2 separate regions of the Arabidopsis thaliana genome follow, and region 2 is linked to region 1. The links are chromatin contacts, called in public ChIA-PET maps. All regions are on one chromosome and are shown on one strand. The core of a region is the stretch at or near the end of the contact, and the rest is flanking DNA. Distances in the headings are between cores, read along the strand shown.

Region 1 (4,155 bases), core at 933-3,432:
TTTATTGTGATTGCATCAACTTTGTTATTTAACGGGTTTTCTCTTATGTGTTTGAAGATGTGGTGAGTCAACAGGTGAGAGCATCTTCTCCAACTTCTCGCTATTACTAACCGAAGAGCCAGTTGAAGAACCCGATGTCATTGATCTAGGATTCACATTCGGTAATGACAAAGAAGAAGGCGAAGATGATGATGATAATGATGATTCATGGATAGATTGGGAGGATAAGCTTCATTTTCCACCTGAGGTGAAAGAAATAGATATCTCAAAGCATATAAGAGACTTGGTGCATTTAGAAATCACCATCACTGCGATATGCGATTCTGCATGTAAAGGAATGTGCTTGAAGTGTGGTGCGAATCTGAATAAGAGGAAATGTGATTGTGGCAGAGAAGAGAAGGATAAAGGATATGGACCTCTCGGAAATCTTAGAGAGCAAATGCAACAAAAAGAGGGACTAAGGAACTAAACTCAACTCAACGATAATTGTATGTATTTTCCTTTTTACATCTTCATCTTGTTGGTGTTACTGTCATAAAACTCAAAATCAGGTACAATAATGTTCAAATGTGAATCTTAAGTAGCTATAACGTTTTCATTATCTCATTCATATGATTTTTATTTAGAATCAATCATTACATATTCTTGTAAATGTGTTTTTTATTTTGTATATATTGGAATATGAACAGTATCAAAATCTTTTTAAGACTTTGAAGTACATTGAACAGAGAGATTCAAAGAATAAAAAGGTTTCTACTTCTTCTTAAGTTCAAGTAGTCTTGACCATCTCTTATCGACAGAAGCTGTATTTGTCTGACCAACGTCTGCAGAAGCAATTGAGAAAACGAAAACTCTTTAATCCTTTCGAATATTTTACTAACATGTCATGTGAAAATAGGAAAGAAACAAAACCAACAGAATGTTGCTTACAGTGCAGTGTTGGTTCCGATTTTTCGCAGGAATCCGAGCATATATCCTACAATCAAACAACAATATAAGTGAAACAATCAGACTTCACAACCAAGATTTATAAAGCCAAGAGATGGGCATAATCGATCTAAGGTTTTGGCCTTGTGGATTCCATGAAACTTGGTAATAGTTTAAACAGAGTCTTACTTTAGCATAAGTTGTGAGGCGGATAGTGTCTTGCACAAGGGAATCAAGGTTAGCTTCATATCCAGGTCTGACATATATCACCTGCCAACAGAGACTTTTATTCATTCCACTTGTTGAAATGCAAAAATATATATAGAGAGCTTATGATGTTCTAAGGGCTCTCACCGAAGGATCATCGCCGCCAATTTCTGGCAGTGTTGAAGCTCGATTTTCCCGGCTTGATGGCAAAATCCAGACGGTGAAACTTGTATCGATCTGGTCACAGATATTTCATCAAAACAGTTTCTTGCGAAAGGGTTTTTGAAGAAACCCCTTTAGAATGAAATAGTTACCAGTCGAGGATAAAGAGAAGAGCAAATGCTGCACTTTCTTGCGATAGAAGTCATGATTCTTCCATCTACTGAGAGGCCCATGCTCGCGTGCTAGACAAGTAACAACACTAAATGATTGATTAGGTAAGAGAGAAGACAGCTTCTAATATTCAATCACTGTCACAACAACATAGTGGTGGAGAAGATAGTTACCCTTTGGACAGAGAGGTCGACAGAGACACGGGAATTGGGAGGGCCATCTTCAACAAGGTCTTGGAGTTGAAGATCACGCAGAGAGACATCGTACTGAGTCTTCCAATTTCCATTCCATTTGCCTTCACTAGGAGATAAAGTGATCAGACGCTTCACTGTTTTTGAGCTCCCTCCTCCATTAATGGCTGCCTGTATCGGCTAAAACATTGGGTTTGGATCCAAAACGTGAGGACTCTTTACATATCCAAACCCAGAACCAAAAAAAAACACATGCAGTGCAAAAAGAAAAGTAGAGAAAGCAGAGAAGAAGTAACATACGGAAGAAGCTTGGTGTTTCTTGGAGAGGGAAGAAAAGGGAAGGTGATGAGTATTGCCGGAAACTTTAATCTTCGAGTTCAAAAGATTTGGAGAGATCAAACAACGTACATCCATGGATGATGATTCTTTAGAAAGGACTGTGAGGAAGAACCTGAGGTCTTAGAGACCATGCAAACCTTATCCGGTATACACTCCCCACAAGTCTTTTGGCGCTTCACGTGTCTTCTTCTCATACTTATATTATTAGTAAATTTACAAAAAAAGAAACAAAAGTCGTAAGTCATACTAAAAAAGTCAAACAAGTATGTAAGCTGAGATTATGACCAAAATACCCTTACCTTTATCTGGGAACCCACAAAAAGAGACCTGCGCAATTCTTAAAACCCTCGGACCCAGAAAAGCTTCTCTCCATCGCTTCTCTGAAAAGGTAATCTGATATATCTTCTTCTTCGTCTCCTTTTCCACATTTTGCTTCTCTGAGTTTTGATTTGAATTTTGAGTCCTTATTAGTAATTCGAACGAACATTAGATTCCATTCTAGTCACTCATCTACTCTTTTAGCGTTGATTGCTATACAACACAATCAGTTTCTGCTCAAATAGTTTAACATCTTCCCAATTCCTCGTTTCAGATTTCAACAACAAGAGGATGAATTGACAACCATTCCCGAAAAAAATCAGGTAATCGGCTTTTGAGATTTTCATTATGGAATTCTAGTCCCAGATTTTGTTTTTTCTGAATAATCCCCTTTGATTTTCCATGTTATGTTAGAGATATGTATGCTGTTGTAACATTGAATTGTTAAATTGGTAGATTCTCACTCAATATGGTTATTTCTCAAGAGGAAGCTGACAATGATCATGCAAGCGGATCGAAAGGATCAAGCGTTGGGGAAAACAGTTTGGATTCTATAGAGTCTGAAGAGCATGATGATGATATGTCTGATGCGAGCGGATCGGAAGAATCAAGCGATGAAGAAAACCTTGTGGATTCTCTAATGTCTGAAATGATTAATGAGTGGTATGATGAGATGTATGATGATTTAACAGACGGACTCGATGATATTCTTGCTGCTAGAATCCCTTCACTTAGCGCTCTACGAACCAGCAATAAGCAACCCTCAGATTCCAACAAGACTAGTATTGTGTTTGATTCAATGAAGGCACTCCATGATCTACCTGGTGTTAGGATGTGGTCGCCTTTATACCGTGCATCGTTGACTCATTTTCAGGCTGATGTTACTCATAGAGAGGCCTTCTTGGCATTTTCTGATCCTGAGGATAAGATTTGCTACTTAGAGAACAAGACTGGCAAAAAGAGAGATGAATGACTTTTGTTATGATTCTGACCTTTGCTTTTGCTTATTAAAATGTTTTCCTATTGAAGTAATCTGCAAGAGGAATGATCTCAAAAGAAGATATCTAATTCTGTGTTGTATTTGTTTAGAAGACATTTTCAAGTGTTATTCTTACAGTTTAAACATTTCTTCTACCCACATGATGGGTTTTACTATCTTCTACTCTTTTTCTTCTTCTTTCTAAAACAAAACGTAAAAGAAAAACATTGCAAGAGATGCAACGCAAGAGCTTCTAAGGCCAAGCAAAGTCAATGTCACTGTTATCAACATCCCACACTCCAAGACCGATCTCATCAAACAACTGCTCATAACTCCAGCTTGAGTATCCCAAGAAAAACCAGTACTCACTTGGATTTAGCTCTCTAGATTTCAACTCTTGGATTCGACGGGCCACAGATTGATGATCTAGGAAATACACGCCTGGTGAGATTTCCGGGTGATCATGGTTTGTGGAAGAGTCTCGCTCTCGGGTCAGAGCTAATAGTGGTATTCCTGGATCCACTACAGGACCTCCGAACGATAGAGGAGTCTCTTTCAAGAGCTCGGCTGTTTCACCGAGGTCAGGGAATGATTTCCACCTTATCCGTTTGTTAAAGATTAGGCCCAGGAAACCGATCTCGGGGCCTGCTTTTATGATCAGAATCTTTGATTTGGCAAATGTTAGGGAGGCAGCTAGCTTTTCTGTAGCGACCAGGACTGTGCCAGTTTTCACTTGGGGAGCGTTTGTGAGCGAGTGTATTGGAGGCGATTGGGAATTGACCTGGTCGTGGTTTACCTCTCTTTCAGCGGGCTCTCTGTTCCTTAAAACGACCTCAACAAGTTTATCACCATCTGTCACTT
Region 2 (4,155 bases), core at 869-3,368, 59 kb before region 1:
TATGACAACAAAGAAGGCGAAGAAGAAGAATAGTCCGAATTTCATGTGACAAAGCATAGTGAGGAAGAGCTGAGCCACAAGGAATGTGAAGAACATGTTGACCGAAACGTTTATGGCTTGAGCTGCTGATCGGATCTCTAGTGGAGATATCTCACTAGGAACCAACCATCCCAACGGTCCCCATGACCAGGCGAAACCCGCTACATAGATGCAGATCAGTGCCACGATTAGATTGGCATCACTTTTCCCTATGTTTCCTGTTCCAGCCACTCCAAATTTGACTCCAATCATGGCTCCAATAGCGATCTGTAATACACACCGATATTTTGAGATATTGAGTGCCAATTAAGAAACGTATAGTAGGGTTAGGGTTAGGCGTTTGTGTTACCTGAGAGACAAGCATCTGGATACCTCCTTGGAGGAACAAGATTCTTCTTCCAAACCTATCCACTGTAAAAACAGAGACGAAGGTACACAAGAGCTCGATGATACCCGTTACCATAGCTGATAGGAGGGAAGCTTTGCTACCGAACCCGAGGGTTTGGAACAAAACCGGGGCGTAGAAGGTAATGACATTGATTCCGGTAAGTTGTTGAAAGAAAGGAATGAAGCAAGTCATGATCAATTGTGGTCTGTAACGAGGAAGCATGATGTTCTTCCATGGGTGTTTCACTTGCTTGGACTCCTCACTTGCATCAATGAGATCTTGAAACTCTTCATCGACTTCATTGGTTCCTCGGATGGACTGAAGCATTTCCTTGGCCTCTTCGGTGTAGCCACGTTCGATGAGAGAGTTGGGAGTGTCGGGAAGGATCAGAGCTCCGATCATGATCATCACTGCAGGGACACAAGCTAATCCGAGAGAGATTCTCCATCCGATGTTTCCTTTCATCTGTGCGGTGAAGTAATTGATGATCGTTGCAACCACAATACCAAAGATAATCGCTACTTGAAACCCGTTGTTGAAAGCTCCTCTTAGATTCGGAGGAGCCATTTCTGATAAATAAACCGGTACAGACTGAAACACAAAACAAAACCAGTTAACTAAGCCACCAGTGTTACTTCTTCATCAAGGAAAAAGACAGTTTTTAGAGCTTACTTGATTGGCGAATCCGACTCCGAAACCAAGTAGGATACGACCAATGAGAAGCATAGCGATGTTTTGGGCAAAGCCGTTGAAAGCAGAACCGATGAAGAAGGTGAAACCACCGAGAAACATCGACCATTTCCTTCCGAAAACTCTAGTAATGGTGGAGGCAAAGAGAGAAGACACCAAAGCCGCCACATAGAGAGACGAAGTGAAGAGAGTGAGAAGCTGACTATCAAATCGACAGTACTCGTTCTCATGTGCGCTCTTCATCTTCTTGTAGACGTAAGGGAAGAACTCTTCCAAGAATGGCTCCATTGAGGTTACCCCTCCTACAAGAATATAGAAACCCTAATTAGTCACCGGAAATTCCTAGATCAGATCAAAGAAGAACAAGACTTGAAGAAAAGAAAAAAACCTGAGATCCCGAGATCGTATCCGAAGATGAGACCACCAAAAGCACCGATGAAACATGTCACAAACACTTTCGGTGTCAGTTTGTAATTGTAGTTCCGAACACCCGGCGTTTGACTGACGAACCCTCCGGCCATTTCTTTGATTTGCTAAAAAACAAATGAAAGATTTGTTGACTTCTGTCTGTTTCAGACAAACAGAGCAGATCTTTTTTCTCTCAGGTAATTAGTAGATCTGGTTCTCGAATTCAGACAGAGAAATCAAATGTAAGAAGAAGAAAAAGAAGAAGAAGAAGAAGAAGAAGACAAGATTTGATATTGAAAATGAAGAAGAGTTTAGTTGAAATTTATAGGATTCGACAAAACCTCAAAAAAAGGAGAAATTAACTGTCGGCTGACTTCTGAAGTTTAGAAGAAAAGAACAGCTGTTGTTCTGGTTCTTCCACTTGCCTATTCCTCTAGATCGTTATCTTCTTCCCTTAATCTCGTGTCTTTTTTTAGTTTTCAGACCAAATAATTATTGTCTTTTTTGCTTAAAACGTAGAAAATTAGTATTTATGACGAGGAATCATTTAATTACTCTTTGGATAGTTTACCAAATTAACCAGATTATTGGACTGAAAATTAATTAATTAATACACTAATGAGTCGCATTTTGTAAGATGATAACTCTTTACTTTGCACTAGAACTACAATTTTGACTCAATTAAAGCTATTTTTGGTTTTATCTAGTCACTTTCGACAAGTGACAGTTATTTTAATTTGATGCTGTGGTACTTAAATGAGTAAACCACCCGCAAAACTCGGTCAATGGACAGCAAAGACCGCTACTAGTTTAATTTTAGTCTTGTAGATAAGATCTTTGATCTGATATTTTAAATTAGGTGTAAAATCTGTTTTTCAATTTTCAAACTTTTAAAAGTAGTATAGTTTAGTTATTACTTTTCCGTCTTTTGACACTAAAAAAAGTGGTATGAAATCTTCAATATCTATCCAAAATTTGAGGTCATATTGATACCTTAATAACCTTTTTACCCGTGAGCCTTTTCATTCACATGCATGGATCTATAATGAATGTAATGTTTTAACATTATCCATGGAATGGGGACAAAATTTAGTTTTTGATAAAAACTAGATTTCTTGATTTTATTAAGAGAGCATATTGTACGTCAAATTGACTATAAGATAACATTTCTGTGTCAGAGGATATTTCAAACAATGATAGTAAACAGTTGGGCTATTGATTACGATGGAAAGAAAAGTTGACTCACTACTTTTCTATATGTATAATTAATTATTTCGTAAACTATACGTAGCTCCATACTTTCATTCGTAGTCTTCCGTTGCTTTCTACTCCTTTCGTTTACATTGGAAAGTCAAAACTCGCGTTACATTATTTTCATGATGTTCCCATAAGGTTTCGTCATTATAGTGTCATATCGTTATCTTAACGACGTTATTCATGTAAGGCTATATTAATAACTACGTTATGCATTGCATACAAGGATATGTTTTATTCCCTATATAAATTGGTGTGATATATTATATATATAATCTTATGTTTGCTACATACAGTAATTAATGTGATTTGAATTAGTCACATTTTTGTTAGACTCATCAGATCTTGTCTCAGCACTGCATTCTCATTAGGATCAGCAACTTGACACTGAATTAATTAACCATCTTTTATGTTTGATATATTGCAGTACTAATTAATTAGTTAGTGCTAATTGTTTACATGCCGATGGAAATTGTAATGTTAATGCAAAATTTGTATAGCTAAAAGGCCTAGCTAGAACAAAACAATTAGGTGAATGTGTTTGAATCTGAGAATCTGAGAAATGCGTTATTTTGATGTAGTGATCTTCTGTAGTTTGATTGCTCTCGTTCCCTTTTTATAAATGTGAACCTTTGTCTTGTTAATTTCATGAAATTATTCAGACGAATGAAAAAGAACAAGACAATTAGGTGTTTCGTCGATCACATGCGTAAAGCCAACTTGACTTTTAGATATTTGTTTGTTTGTATTGCAGATTTTTAAATTATACGTTCACTGAAAACAAAATTCAGAGAAAACAAAAGTAAGAATAAAATGAAACAGGACAACAAAACTCAAAACATAAAGAGGAAGAACAAATTGAAAAACACAAGACAACCAAAAACTCGTACAGTGTACCATTACCATATGTAAGGTTTTGATAATAAATTAATAATTAGAAACCTTAGCCGAAAAAATACAATTAAGAAATAATGGGCATTGGTGCTATTTTCGAGACAGCAAACTCGTTTTTTTTTTTGACGCAAATGTGTATTTAAAATGGCAACAGAAAACTCGAAATCAATTAAGCGACCGACTAATAAATGTTATCATCTCGAAAAAAAGACATGTCATCCAAGATCACGTATGGCATATACAGCCTAAAACATATGATCCGCCGCATGGTATTCGACATAATTATTCATTATAACCATCATGTGTTAGTTATATCATATTCACCGGAAACTATATGCAATCGGTTGCTCTATGCTTTGCCACTAACTAGACCCAACTCAAAACATAATTTACCATATCTATATAAACCTGGATAATGTACTCACCATAATAGATCAAATTCTTACCAATATTTATCGGAGAATAGTTAAAAACACCGCTTT

What was found. ChIA-PET counts read pairs in DNA pulled down with a chosen protein or histone mark.
Region 2: a contact with region 1 is called in an H3K4me3 ChIA-PET map of shoot, with 10 read pairs. The contact joins the promoter of STP4 here to the promoter of AT3G19800 in region 1. A contact is called at or near these places in 1 of 26 Hi-C or Micro-C datasets (rosette leaf) and 1 of 2 datasets of contacts at active chromatin or transcription factors (shoot).

Annotation. Positions count from the first base shown.
Region 1 is chr3:6,874,070-6,878,224 of TAIR10.1, reverse strand. It overlaps AT3G19800 (E3 ubiquitin-protein ligase, putative (DUF177)), which reads right to left and starts at 2,182. Exons shown (of 7, transcript NM_112870.5): 1 at 1,959-2,182; 2 at 1,641-1,838; 3 at 1,449-1,538; 4 at 1,282-1,371; 5 at 1,117-1,197; 6 at 931-976; 7 at 583-824. The coding sequence starts at 2,072. The coding sequence ends at 754. It overlaps AT3G19780, which reads right to left. Exons shown (of 7, transcript NM_001203007.2): 7 at 3,375-4,155. The coding sequence ends at 3,548. AT3G19790 reads left to right here and starts at 2,314. Exons shown (of 3, transcript NM_112869.3): 1 at 2,314-2,385; 2 at 2,590-2,638; 3 at 2,772-3,477. The coding sequence starts at 2,785. The coding sequence ends at 3,288. AT3G19810 (BTB/POZ domain protein, putative (DUF177)) reads left to right here. Exons shown (of 3, transcript NM_112871.4): 3 at 58-650. The coding sequence ends at 469.
Region 2 is chr3:6,932,531-6,936,685 of TAIR10.1, reverse strand. STP4 (sugar transporter 4) reads right to left here and starts at 2,118. Exons shown (of 4, transcript NM_112883.5): 1 at 1,506-2,118; 2 at 1,100-1,419; 3 at 389-1,018; 4 at 1-306. The coding sequence starts at 1,638.